Regions from separate parts of the Mus musculus genome. Here region 1 is linked to region 2. A link is a contact called in public Hi-C data. All regions are on one chromosome and are shown on one strand. Each heading gives the region's core, a stretch centred on a gene start, on an enhancer-like site or on the middle of the called end of the contact. The rest is flanking DNA. Distances are from core to core; before and after follow the strand shown. Region 1 overlaps Gm46353. Region 2 has its middle 12 kb from the start of Gm40434.

Region 1 (5,951 bases), core at 2,048-4,547, 110 kb after region 2:
CTGTACTTTGACTTGTGCGATTTAATAGGGGACGACTGGGATGAGACTGGACTCGGGTGTCGCACTCCCGGGGGAAGAAAAAGGGCAAGAACATTTGACTTCTATGTTTGCCCCGGGCATACTGTACCAACAGGGTGTGGAGGCCCGAGAGAGGGCTACTGTGGCAAATGGGGCTGTGAGACCACTGGACAGGCATACTGGAAGCCATCATCATCATGGGACCTAATTTCCCTTAAGCGAGGAAACACCCCTCGGAATCAGGGCCCCTGTTATGATTCCTCAGCGGTCTCCAGTGGCATCCAGGGTGCCACACCGGGGGGTCGATGCAATCCCCTAGTCCTAGAATTCACTGACGCGGGTAAAAAGGCCAGCTGGGATGGCCCCAAAGTATGGGGACTAAGACTGTACCGATCCACAGGAACCGACCCGGTGACCCGGTTCTCTTTGACCCGCCAGGTCCTCAATATAGGGCCCCGCATCCCCATTGGGCCTAATCCCGTGATCACTGACCAGTTACCCCCCTCCCGACCCGTGCAGATCATGCTCCCCAGGCCTCCTCAGCCTTCCCCTACAGGCGCAGCCTCTATACAACCTGGGACGGGAGACAGACTGCTGAACCTGGTAGATGGAGCCTACCAAGCACTCAACCTCACCAGTCCTGACAAAACCCAAGAGTGCTGGTTGTGTCTGGTATCGGGACCCCCCTATTACGAAGGGGTTGCCGTCCTAGGTACCTACTCCAACCATACCTCTGCCCCAGCTAACTGCTCCGTGGCCTCCCAACACAAGCTGACCCTGTCCGAAGTAACCGGACAGGGACTCTGCGTAGGAGCAGTTCCCAAAACCCATCAGGCCCTGTGTAATACCACCCAGAATACAAGCGACGGGTCCTACTATCTGGCTGCTCCCGCCGGGACCATTTGGGCTTGCAACACCGGGCTCACTCCCTGCCTATCTACTACTGTACTCAACCTCACCACCGATTACTGTGTCCTGGTTGAGCTCTGGCCAAAGGTGACCTACCACTCCCCTGGTTATGTTTATGGCCAGTTTGAGAGAAAAACCAAATATAAAAGAGAGCCGGTGTCATTAACTCTGGCCCTGCTGTTGGGAGGACTTACTATGGGCGGCATAGCTGCAGGAGTAGGAACAGGGACTACAGCCCTAGTGGCCACCAAGCAATTCGAGCAGCTCCAGGCAGCCATACATACAGACCTTGGGGCCTTAGAAAAATCAGTCAGTGCCCTAAAAAAGTCTCTGACCTCGTTGTCTGAGGTGGTCCTACAGAACCGGAGAGGATTAGATCTACTGTTCCTAAAAGAAGGAGGATTATGTGCTGCCCTAAAAGAAGAATGCTGTTTCTACGCGGACCACACTGGCGTAGTGAGAGATAGCATGGCAAAGCTAAGAGAAAGGTTAAACCAGAGACAAAAATTGTTCGAATCAGGACAAGGGTGGTTTGAGGGACTGTTTAACAGGTCCCCATGGTTCACGACCTTGATATCCACCATTATGGGCCCCTTGATAATACTCTTATTAATCCTACTCTTCGGACCCTGTATTCTCAACCGCTTGGTCCAGTTTGTAAAAGACAGAATTTCGGTGGTGCAGGCCCTGGTTCTGACCCAACAGTATCACCAACTCAAATCAATAGGTCCAGAAGAAGTGGAATCACGTGAATAAAAGATTTTATTCAGTTTCCAGAAAGAGGGGGGAATGAAAGACCCCACCATAAGGCTTAGCAAGCTAGCTGCAGTAACGCCATTTTGCAAGGCATGAAAAAGTACCAGAGCTGGGTTCTCAAAAGTTACAAGGAAGTTCAGTTATAGATTAACAGTTAAAGATCAAGGCTGAATAGCACTGGGACAGGGGCCGAACAGGATATCGGTGGTCAAGCACCTGGGCCCCGGCTCAGGGCCAAGAACAGATGGTTCTCAGATAAAGCGGAACCAGCAACAGACACAGAAGCCCCGATAGACGTCAGTGTTAGCAGAACTAGCTTCACTGATTTAGAAAAATAGAGGTGCACAGTGCTCTGGTCACTCCTTGAACCTGTGTGTCTGCCAATGTTCTGACCAGATATGTGCCCATTGCTGAACCTTCATTAGACTCTTTCCTTGTACCCCTCCCCTACCCATTTCTTGAAAATAGACATTGTTTAGATCTAAAAAGTCCCACCTCAGTTTCCCCAAATGACCGGGAAGTACCCCAAACCTTATTCGAACTAACCAACCAGCTCGCTTCTCGCTTCTGTAACCGCGCTTTTTGCTCCCCAGCCCTAGCCCTATAAAAAGGGTAAAAACTCCACACTCGGCGCGCCAGTCCTCCGATAGACTGAGTCGCCCGGGTACCCGTGTTCCCAATAAAGCCTCTTGCTGTTTACATCCGAATCGTGGACTCGCTGATCCTTGGGAGGGTCTCCTCAGATTGATTGACTGCCCACCAGGGGGGTCTTTCAAGACCAGGCTGGCCTTGAACTCAGAAATCTGCCTGCCTTTGCCTCCCAAGTGCTGGGATCAAAGGTGTGTGCCACCACTGTCCAGCTTAAGGATTCAATTTCTAAACAAGGTCATGCTTACAGTTTCACTTCAGGAATCAGGACTTAAACATCAGCTCCACCATTGTCAGCTGCCTCTGCCCATGGGCTTGGAAGACCGAGCAGAAAATCGGGGGTCTTTCAGCGTCTCTGGGCCACACTGCTCTAAGAACAGTCTTATGTCACGCATTAAAATCCCGTGTGTCCCATATAGCCCACAGTGTAGACTGTCTTCACAGAATTCTGTCAGAGCAATCTCTCTCCTTTTGCTCTTTTAAGCCTGGGAATCTCTGTGCTGTTTGACTTAGTGGGGGAGGGGACAAGGATCAGGAATTATGTGACCTGCCCACACTCCTGGAACTTCAAGTCCTGGAGGCTGGAGGAGGCAGGAATCCAGCCTGGACTCTGCAGCATACCACACCAATCAGGACCTTTGATCTGTTTATGCCAGCACCCCACGAATCCAGGCCTACTGTTTTCTCCACGGTCTGCTCCCTCAGCCTGCCAGCTAGCCTGTCTACTCTTTGTGTTCCAGTTTGCTTGCGTTCAACTTCATGTTTCCTTTATTTCTCCCATGGGGCCTAGTTTAGAGCCAAGCTTGGGTAGACCGCTGGGCACATTTTGTTGATAGAGTAACCTGGGTCTGACTCAATAGGAGATTCAGTTTCTAGCATGGAAGCAGGAGTTTTAACAAGGCCGGGCATCCACTGCCAATATGTGCTGTGAAAGGACACAGTAAAGTCATACCACATGTGGACAAGTTAATAATGTGGTTGAGTTTGTGCCGTCCTTGGAAATAAAGGGCAAGGCCAGAACTTACATCATGGTGAGTTCAGGGCTAATCTGCAAAGCTTGTCACAGCTGACAGCTTTAATTTTCTCCTGCTATGTCTGCAGCCAGCAGTGTTTCTCCACCACTATATGACTTAGCACTAATTAAGCCCTCCAGCCTATGTGGGAATCTGTGAAATGCATGAAGCAGAGGAACAGCTGAAATCTCAAAAGGCTTGGGTGGAGAAGTCGCTTTAGCTTATGCTGAGCCTAGAACACACACCCCGAGATGCATTTAGAGGGAAGGTGGCTTTTGTAAGGCTGAGTTCTACTTGTTTATCTGAAACAGCATGGAGAGACAGCTCAATGGTTAAGATTAGAGGTTCAATTCCCAGCACCTACGTGGCAGCTCACAACCATCTGTAACTCCCGTTCCAGAGAATTTGATGTCCTCTTCTGGCCTCCACAGGCACGAGGGGCTGGAGTGCTAGCTGGTGCTGATAAATACAGAAAATGCCTTACATGGTGACCATCTCCGAGGCCCCGGCAGGAAAAGGTCACATGATTTTCTCCTTCTCTGTCATGAACATGTCAACCCAAGGAAATCAGATTTCATACTCCCTCTCACCACAGTTTAAAACATTTTAATTGGTTTGTACATTCATTCAGTAGATTTGTTATCTTCTGACTTCCCGGTCAATGGTGGTTTGAATAAGAACAGCCTCCAGCTGGGCAGTGGTGGCTCACACCTTTAATCCCAGCACTTGGGAGGCAGAGGCAGGCGAATTTCTGAGTTCAAGGCCAGCCTGGTCTACAGAGTCAGTTCCAGAACAGCCAGGGCTACACAGAGAAACCCTGTCTCAAAAAACCAAAACAACAACAACAACAAAAAACCCAGCCTACATATGTCATAGATTTGAATGCTTAGCCATCAGGGAGTGGCACTACTTAGAAAGATTAGGAGGTGCAGCCTTGTTGGAAGAAGTGTCCCTGGGTTTAAGGTTTCAGGTACTCAAGCCAAGCCTAGTGTCACTCTCTCTACTGCCTGTGGATCCAGATGTCAGACTCTCAGCGTCCTCTCCAGCACCATGTCTGCCTGTGTGCTAGTATGCTTCCCATGATGATGATGATGGACTAAGCCTTTAAGACTGTAAACCAGCCCCAATTAAATGCTTTCCTTTATAAGAACTGCCATGGTGCCTCTTCATAGCAATGAAAACCCTAAGGCACTGTCAGACCACACAGCAAAGCTATATGCTATGTGAAGATCTGGTCAGATAGGAAGGTAGCAAGATCCAGTACCTAGTATCCAGAATTCTCCTGGAGAGAGGCTGTGCAGCCTCTTGTACCATCCTTTGCACAGATGAATTAAAAATCTAAAGTACAAATATTCCCTGACAATTCCCTTATAAATAACAACAAAACAAGCCAACAAACAAATTTAGTCCCGGTTGAAATACCCTTTACTAGATGATGGTTAGATTCTGAAAGATCCAGACAGTGAATTTGAGTCCGAGGAAGCAGCAAGAAACTGCAGCACGCCACCAGAAGATTCTTGGTGCCTTTCTCTCTATGGAATCCCAACATATGCAGCTCAACTATGCAATGTAAGATGGACCAATACATGTGTGTCATTAGCGAAGAATCCTTCATCGTGTGTCCTTTCACGTGCTTGCTTTAGCAGAGCATCCTCTCTCCTGTGTCTGCTTCAGCTAACAGTTTCTTCATGTGTTTGCCCCAGCAAAGCACCATCCAAATGACTTTCCAAAGAACCCTTAAGTTTCCAACTTCAACTCCCCCTACTAATTTTTTTTTTTAATCATCATGGTCTCACTACATGGACTGGCCTTGAACCTCTGAATCTCCCTGCACTGGCCTCACTAGTGTTGGGGTGTCAGGCAGGTGCCACCATGTCCAGCAGAATTCGGTAAATCTTTGTGTGAGAATACTGAATATGGAATATGTTTCGAGGCACATGAAATAAAAAACAAGGGTGAGGAGGAGTAAGAATAAAGTACCTGTGTATGTATGGATTCTAATCTTCCCTGAATATAAAATATGGATGCCTTTGCTCATCCAAATGGAAGTACAGGTTAGTGTCTCTTTTCCATGTGTCTACTTGCTATTGAGTCTACTGTTGATCTCTGATGACTCTTTCTGCTATTTAATTTATTCAAACCAGGAATGGCAGCAATGCATCTGAATTAAGATGAAAAAGGAAATCGAACTTATTGGCTCAAGCCTATAGTTCCAAGACTCTGAGATACAGAAGGGAAGATTGTAAGCTTGAGGCTATAGCTTAAGGCCCTGTCACTAAATAAATAAGAAAGAAAGAAAGAAAGAAAGAAAGAAAGAGAACTAAAAAAACCTAGATGTCTTACATTTTAAGAGAAAAAGAGTAAGAACAAAGTTGCCCTGACTCCAGAGGCTGGAACTTGCTCCTAATGCTGCTATTTGGCTAACTACTCTCTGGTCTTGGGTTTCTAATCTGTGAAATGGATTGATTTTAGCATCTATTTCCTAAAGATGTCATGATGATTACACAAATGAATATAATAAATGTACCAAATATGTAAAGAATGCAGAACATACCACATGCTTAAAAGCTACTCTACTTGAGAAAAAGGAAACACATTCCCACACAG
Region 2 (6,670 bases), core at 3,125-5,624:
CCTTTGTAGTTTCACATTTTAAGGATTTGCTGGCGCTTGTTCTGGAAGCAATGGGATCCTCTGCTTTTGCTCCTCATGGCAGCTGTGTGTGTGTGTGTGTGTGTGTGTGTGTGTGTGTGTGTGTGTGTGTGTGATTACAAGGTTTTCTTCATGGGCATGGTTTATGGGTGAATTGTTTACAGCAGCAGAAAGGCTGAGATTAGAGATTTTCCTTTGATTTTAAGGGTTGCAATCCCAGATTTGTGCTTTTGTGCAGAAAGATGATGCAGAATGTTGTAGTGAAATGCGACCTCTCCCTAAGGGCCGATCATCGGGGCTTTCTTCAGGACCCTGCTTCAGCAGTATCAGAGGGAAAGTGATGCGGGAGCAGCCAGTGCTCCAAGTTTCAAAGGACCGGGTGTATTTTCCCATACATTTTGGGAGGGAAGTGAAGTCTTGGGGTTTTGAGGAAGTCGAGGGTGAGGTCAGCAGAGACAGTTATTTATATCTGGATGATGTATAGCGAAAGCACACACTTTCATTCTGTCATCACGGAACCAGTTCATACAAGAGGAAGGGCGTATCTTGCCTTGTTGAAGATCTACTGCTCTAAGATTTCTAGTGTGGTTTAAATTTGGGGTGATGTGTATGGGGCTCTGTGGTATTAGAAGGGTGACTGACCACATATGTTCGTCCTTCAGCCCGTTTTGTGGATAACATGGCTCACTTTCATTGCTTCCAGATCGATTGAGACTGAGGGGTTTTGTTTTTTTTTTTTTTTTTTTTTTTGCTAACTTTCCCAAGATGATCTACAGTGTGAGCAGGTGCGTGTGTGTGTGTGTGTGTGTGTGTGTGTGTGTGTTTTGGGGGGTTTAACATAGGATTAAGAGTCCCTGGGTCTCTGTCATATTTAAGGACGTCTTCTAGCTTTGCCATCTTTACAGCGCTTGAGTTCTGATGTTTTTTCCTCCCCCGGGCTCTTTTCATTATGGGAAATGAAAATGTTTGAGGACAAACATGTCAGAATTGTGAGGGAGAAACTTGGCAGTGGGACGAACTGTGTGATATGCTTGACAAGAATTGAGAAACAACACACCTCAGAAGCTCAGACAGTTCTCATCTTCTGGTTCAGAAAAATGACTCAGAAACCACACAAGGGGAAGCACCCCTGCAGCTCCGGGAAGGCTCTCTCTCAGCCAGTCTTCTCTAAGGAGTCAGCAGCGGCCATTTCCGCACAGCAAGATGTGGCATCTGAGGGAAAGGCAGTGGAGCTCTGCTCCACCAGGGAGGCAGGAAGTGAAAGAGAGAATGGTTGTCCTGCAGAAGGAGAAGAGTTGGGCAAACACTCTGAAAGGCAAATATCTGTAATGATGGGGCAAGGAGAAACTCCGAGTGGCGGGAAACAGACGTGCCTTGGCATAAACACTGAGATTTTTTTTTCTGGGGTTTGCTTAACCCCTGTCTTTGAATGTTTGCCTTTTACGAGAATAAACATGGTTTAATAGTGAGCAAATATTAGTTCACATAATTAGAACCTGTTGAGTTGAACAGGAAACACTGAAGGGAAGCCTGCAGGTGCTTGCAAGCAAGGCTGAAAAGAGGTTCTCGGTATGTAGATTCCCTCTCTGTCCCCCAACAACGGGAGTGCCCTTGAATGGAGCCAGGGTGGGTGGAAGAGGAAATAGACAACTTGTAAAAAGCATGAACAACGCAGGAAGGCTCTGGACATGTTAGTGAGGCTCGTCCAGCACAGGGGAGGTGTCAAAGGTATCTCGGATTTTCAGTTTTGTTCATCGAAGGGGTGTGGGCATCTCACATCCTACCCCTGTCCCTTTCAGAATATGAAATTTGTAAGCTTTCTCCACCTTAGGGTTTGAGTCTATTATCAACTTCATTTCAGGTTTCACAAACTAAAGAAAGGGTTCACTCAGACTGAAGGGGGAGGAAGAGAAAGAGGAGGGAGAGATGGAAGAGAAAGAAGAGTCATTTGCTTTCTCAAATCCAAGTTTCTCTCTGCAAGTGGTTTTCTTTTTTTTTTTTAATTAAATTTATTTATTTATTCCCTATACAACCCAATACCAGCCCTTCCTCTCCTCCCAGTCCTCACACAAGTCTTCCCCCAATTCTCCCTCCCCCTTCTCTTCAGTTTGTGAAACCAGACACACTTAATCTAATAGAACAGAAAGTGAGGAATAACCTTGAACTCACCAGTACAGGACACAACTTCCTGAGGAGAGAACATCAATGGCTCAGGTGCTAAGGTCGAAAAGTAATAAATGGGACCGCATAAAACTGAAAAGCTTCTGTAAGTCAAAAGATACCATCATCAGGACAAAATGACAGCCTATAGATTGGGAAAAGATCTTCACTAACCCTACATCCCACAGAGAGCTAACATCCAAAATATATAAAGAACTCAAGAAGCTAGACACCAACAATCCAAATAACCCAATTTAAAAAACGGGGTGCAGAGCTAAACAAAATTCTCAACAGAAGAATCCTGAATGACCGAGACGCACCTAAAGAAATGTACAACATCCTTAGTCATCAGGGAAATGCAAATCAAAACGACCCTGAGGTTCCACCTCACACCAGTCAGAATGGCTAAGATCAAAACCTCAAAGGACTGCACATGCTGGTGAGGTTGTGTAGCAAGGGGATCACTCCTCCATTGCTGTGGGATCGCCAACTGGTACAACCACTCTGGAAGTCAATTTGGTGGTTTCTCAGAAGGTTAGGAATCGTTCTACTTCAAGACTCAACTATACCATTCTGAGGCATATCCCCAAAAGATGCTTCTGGGGGAAGTTGTGTGAGTTCTTCCCTTCTGTCTTGCAATTCTTACATTCCCAGGTCTGGTTACATTAGGGCAGAGCCAGCAGCCAGCAGCCCTCATCCTCAGGCTGCTGGTGTTGAATGTGAGGTTGCCCAGCTCTGACTGCGGGGAGTCCTTTCCAAAGCTGAGTGAGGACAAATCAATAACTGGCTGCACGGCTCTCCATAACACACAGGAAGATGTGACATACATCGTGGGAGAAAAACAAAAAAATCATTGATGGAAAAATTGATCTTACTAGGGAGATTCATCTGTGCTGACATTTGAAATGGACCTGAAACATGGGCTGAATATTGACATTGAAAAAAGGGTGTCAGGCTGGAGAGATGGCTCAGTAGTTAAGAGCACTGGTTGCTCTTCCAGAAGTCCTGAGTTCATTTCCCAGCAACCACATGGCGGCTCATTAATGTCTGCAACTCCAGTTCCAGGGAATGTGACGCCCTCAAACACTAATGCACCTAAAATAAAAATAAATAATTTAAAAAAGGGTGTCACTGGTATTTTTATGGTATGGTGTGTGTGTACACATGTGCACATACATGCGGAGAAGTCAGGCTCCTCTTCAGTCACTCTAGACCTTATTTTCGAAACAGTTTCTCTCACCGAGCCTGGCTCACACTGATTTGGCTAGACTGGCTGGCTTTCTGTCTCCCAAGAAGTGCCATCTCTGCCCTTTCCGAGCTGGCGTGACATTGAAATGAATGTTGGAGATCGGAATGCAGGTCCTTCTGTTTGTACAACAAATCTTTAACAATTGAACCATCTCCCCAGCCTCTGTGTTACGGTGGTATTTCTAGTTCCGGTTGCGTCTATATCTAACCAGTCCTGGCACTTTTGCAGGGCTGGTCTTAGCTGGCTCTCCCGCTCACTGGAACGTCCTGACTATATTTCAGCAGGCGAGCTTTCACCTACTTACAGCTTATGTAGCCTACCTGGGCTATAAGGTAGGCAGTGGCCCTGTCTGGCCAATAAGAAAAACATAATTGCACAGTGATTGGTAATTGATTCTTGGGTAAGCTTGTGCTTCAGTTTGGACTAGTTTGGGAGGCCTTTTTTTTTTTTTCTTTTTTATTCTTTTTTAATTAATGAATTTACTTTAAAAAGAAGAAGAAGAAGAAGTATATGGGGCAGGGCCTCTTCTTTCTGCTGGGCTCTCATCCTGAGGCTTCCTGGGACCTGTCCACAGAGCAACATGTCTAGGAGTACAGCTATCCTTCTATCCTTCATTTGAGCAATCGGAGCCATCAGAAGTGAAACTCTACTTTGAACACTTTAGGAGTGTGAGCCAGTGAGCTCACTTTTAAAGTCATCTTGCACTCTTCCCTAGCAAGGAAAAAAAATCGTACAGAAGTCTTCACTCATTTCCTTTAAGAAGCAGCTGTGGTAGGGGAAGCTGCAGCTATAAAGGGCGTTCCTAAGCTTTTCCACTAGCTGCCTTCCAGGCGAGCTTTTTAGCCCATGGCAACAAAGACCTTCGGACTTGACTCTTAAACTCTCCGGTCTGAGATTTTTTAAAACCATGGCTGACGTCTATGTACTGTGTACTTTTCCATGAATCAGAGAAGAAATATGCAGCCCTGGAGCCACAGAGCATCCAAACTGCCAATCTGTCCTTTGTGCCTCTCCAAGTCTTGTTTTCCATGTGTCACATGACAGCTGGATTTATTAACGGTTGGGTCAATAGATTATCAAGAAAAGATCTATTAACCAAGAAGTAAATTCATTTGTGAAAGAATTACACAGAGGCAGAAGTGTGTCTCTACAGTGTGTCTTCTGCTCCTCTAGGAAAACTCCTGGCTAAAGGCTGCTTCCGAAACTGTAAGAACATCATATCTTTCCCTGTGTGCTGCTATGTATGCCTCTGTTACTAAGAAGGTTTGCCCACGGTCTCTCTGAAGTTCAAACAGCTAGTCAAGGGAGTTTCTGACCCTATTTTAGAGGTGGACAATGAGGTAGACACTGATAGTCAGTATTCATCTATTTTCTCCTTGGTCCCCACAGTCAGACAGACAGATGCAGGTACGGAGTGTTTCCAGGTCAAACTTGAGGCTCTCCTAGGTGTTTGCTCTGGACTCTGCTTAGCTGTGGATGTCCTTGTAATATGGTTCTGGCTATTGTAAAGTGTGGAAATCTTCTGAGGAGTCCTGGAAAGCGGTGCTTTCTAGATATGAAACCTGGCATTTGTGGCTTCTTCCTATCTGGGACATGCGTGTGAGGCTAGCGACAAAGACACCATGTTGTAGCCTTGAGGTAACCACAAAGAAGAAAGACACATGTGAAGGATAGTGGGGCAGGAAAAAACAAAACAAAACCCAAAACAGAAACGATTGAGCAGCTAGCTAATTAATCCAGTAGGGGCAGGGTTCTGTTAGACAACCAAATGTGACCCCCAACTGATTCTGAGAACCTGGGCTGGAAGTTGAGGGTCTTGCTCACACTTCCACCAGAAGTGAGTCTTGGTGTTGCAGAAGATGCAGAATACACCCAGAGAGCACATCCCAGTTTGGTGTTGGGGAGACAGCTGCATGAAGAAACGTTCACAGCATCCTTGAGGTTGTCGTGGGAAGCTGTGGGAGCGACAAGAGGCAAAGCAGAAGTGGAGATGAAGTTGGGTGGACAGAAAGGAAAGCTGAGAAAGGAGATTCTAGCTGGACAAGAGGAGTGGAGAGAGGTAGCATGGAGGAGCCGGGGCCTACAAGCCGGCATGGTGGGGACATGGAGCAGAAGGCAGGCAGGCATGTGAAGGCGGCTGCAGAGACGGCTCATTCAGCCATCGCTACAGAATTAGCCGCCGTCAAAACCAAGTGGCTTAACTCCAGTTAATATCACTTCCCAGAATTCTACAGTTTGAGTTGGATGCAGCTGGATGGTTCTGCTTATAGAGTGTCAGTTGGGGTCTCAACACTCACAAACAAAACAACAAAACAAAACAAAATAAAAAAGACTTCTTTACTTGGCTATCTGGTGCCTCCATTCGACTGCCTAGGCCTCCCTCTCTCCCTTTAGCTTGGGTTTCTGCGTAGCATGGTGACCTCCATATGGTTGGACTTCTTTCCACGTGCAGGCTTCCAGGTGAGAGTCGAAGGTATTGCCAGTGCACTAAATGTGTGGACCCAGAAGTACCAGAGCATTGTTTCATTGTAAGCTCCATCTTAAAAGCATTTTGTTGCTCAAAGCACATCTCAAGGCCTGCCTGGTTAATGCAGAAAGTATCTTCTACTTCTGGTGGGAGAGAGGTGGGTTAGCAGTGGACTTCTTAGACTACCTGTGCAGCGGCCAGGAAGGGCAAAGATGAAGGATGACCAGTCTGTTTCTCTGGGAGGTTGATCTATCTGTGCGTCATACCCTGAGTTTCTGCTTCATGGCTGAAATTGGAGAGGAGAGTTCCTTTCAGACCCCTGACTCATCATAAGGAGCTCAGAGCAGAGTGGCTGGGTAAGGACCGGGCTTTGGACCGCCTTTCATCTCCATGTGAGATGGATTAAGCACAAAGCTGTACACGTGTCATGGAGATGCCTGAACTGAGCCTCAGAGTCTTCTCCGGGAGTCCACAGAGATGAGGGGAACTGAGCCGGGTGCTAGTTGGAGACAGGGTCAGAGCTAAGGCTGCGGCGACCTCGGTGAATCACTGAATCCTGACTAAACCGAGAGACCAGCCAAAGAATCCTCTAACACCTGCAGAAAGGATGAGCAAGAGAGAAGGGGGATGCAGCATCAACTCCAGATTCTCATCTCCTAACTCTCCCAACTCTCACCACAGAGTGCACCCCTCCCACCCAAGAAATAATCAGCTGTCGTCTTCTAGAGGTGGGCAGTACACAGCAGATAGCCTAAGGAGCTGAAACTGTCTCAAGG

What was found. Hi-C and Micro-C count contacts between places; a contact is called where the count stands out from the background.
Region 1: a Hi-C map of the AML12 cell line shows a contact between it and region 2, with 1.8 times the contacts expected there. The contact joins two enhancer-like sites. A contact is called at or near these places in 11 of 39 promoter capture datasets (the 3T3-L1 cell line, the C10 cell line, the HPC-7 cell line and 9 more), 3 of 15 datasets of contacts at CTCF or cohesin (CD8 T cells, the NIH/3T3 cell line and large pre-B cells), 23 of 484 Hi-C or Micro-C datasets (the AML12 cell line, CD8 T cells, the N1E-115 cell line and 15 more), 14 of 115 datasets of contacts at active chromatin or transcription factors (the 230-238 cell line, CD8 T cells, the HPC-7 cell line and 10 more) and 1 of 9 other capture datasets (liver).

Annotation. Positions count from the first base shown.
Region 1 is chr12:69,553,389-69,559,339 of GRCm38.p6, forward strand. It overlaps Gm46353, which reads left to right. Exons shown (of 2, transcript XM_017315325.2): 2 at 1-1,131. Among named protein-coding and RNA genes, the nearest start is that of Gm46353, 5.7 kb to the left of the region's middle. Within about 2 kb of position 3,298, at least 65 of the 459 cell types and tissues checked have an H3K27ac peak or open chromatin away from gene starts, as enhancers often do. A contact at or near this core is called in the AML12 cell line, where this site is marked.
Region 2 is chr12:69,446,942-69,453,611 of GRCm38.p6, forward strand. No RefSeq gene overlaps it. Among named protein-coding and RNA genes, the nearest start is that of Gm40434, 12 kb to the right of the region's middle. Within about 2 kb of position 4,375, at least 88 of the 459 cell types and tissues checked have an H3K27ac peak or open chromatin away from gene starts, as enhancers often do. A contact at or near this core is called in the AML12 cell line, where this site is marked.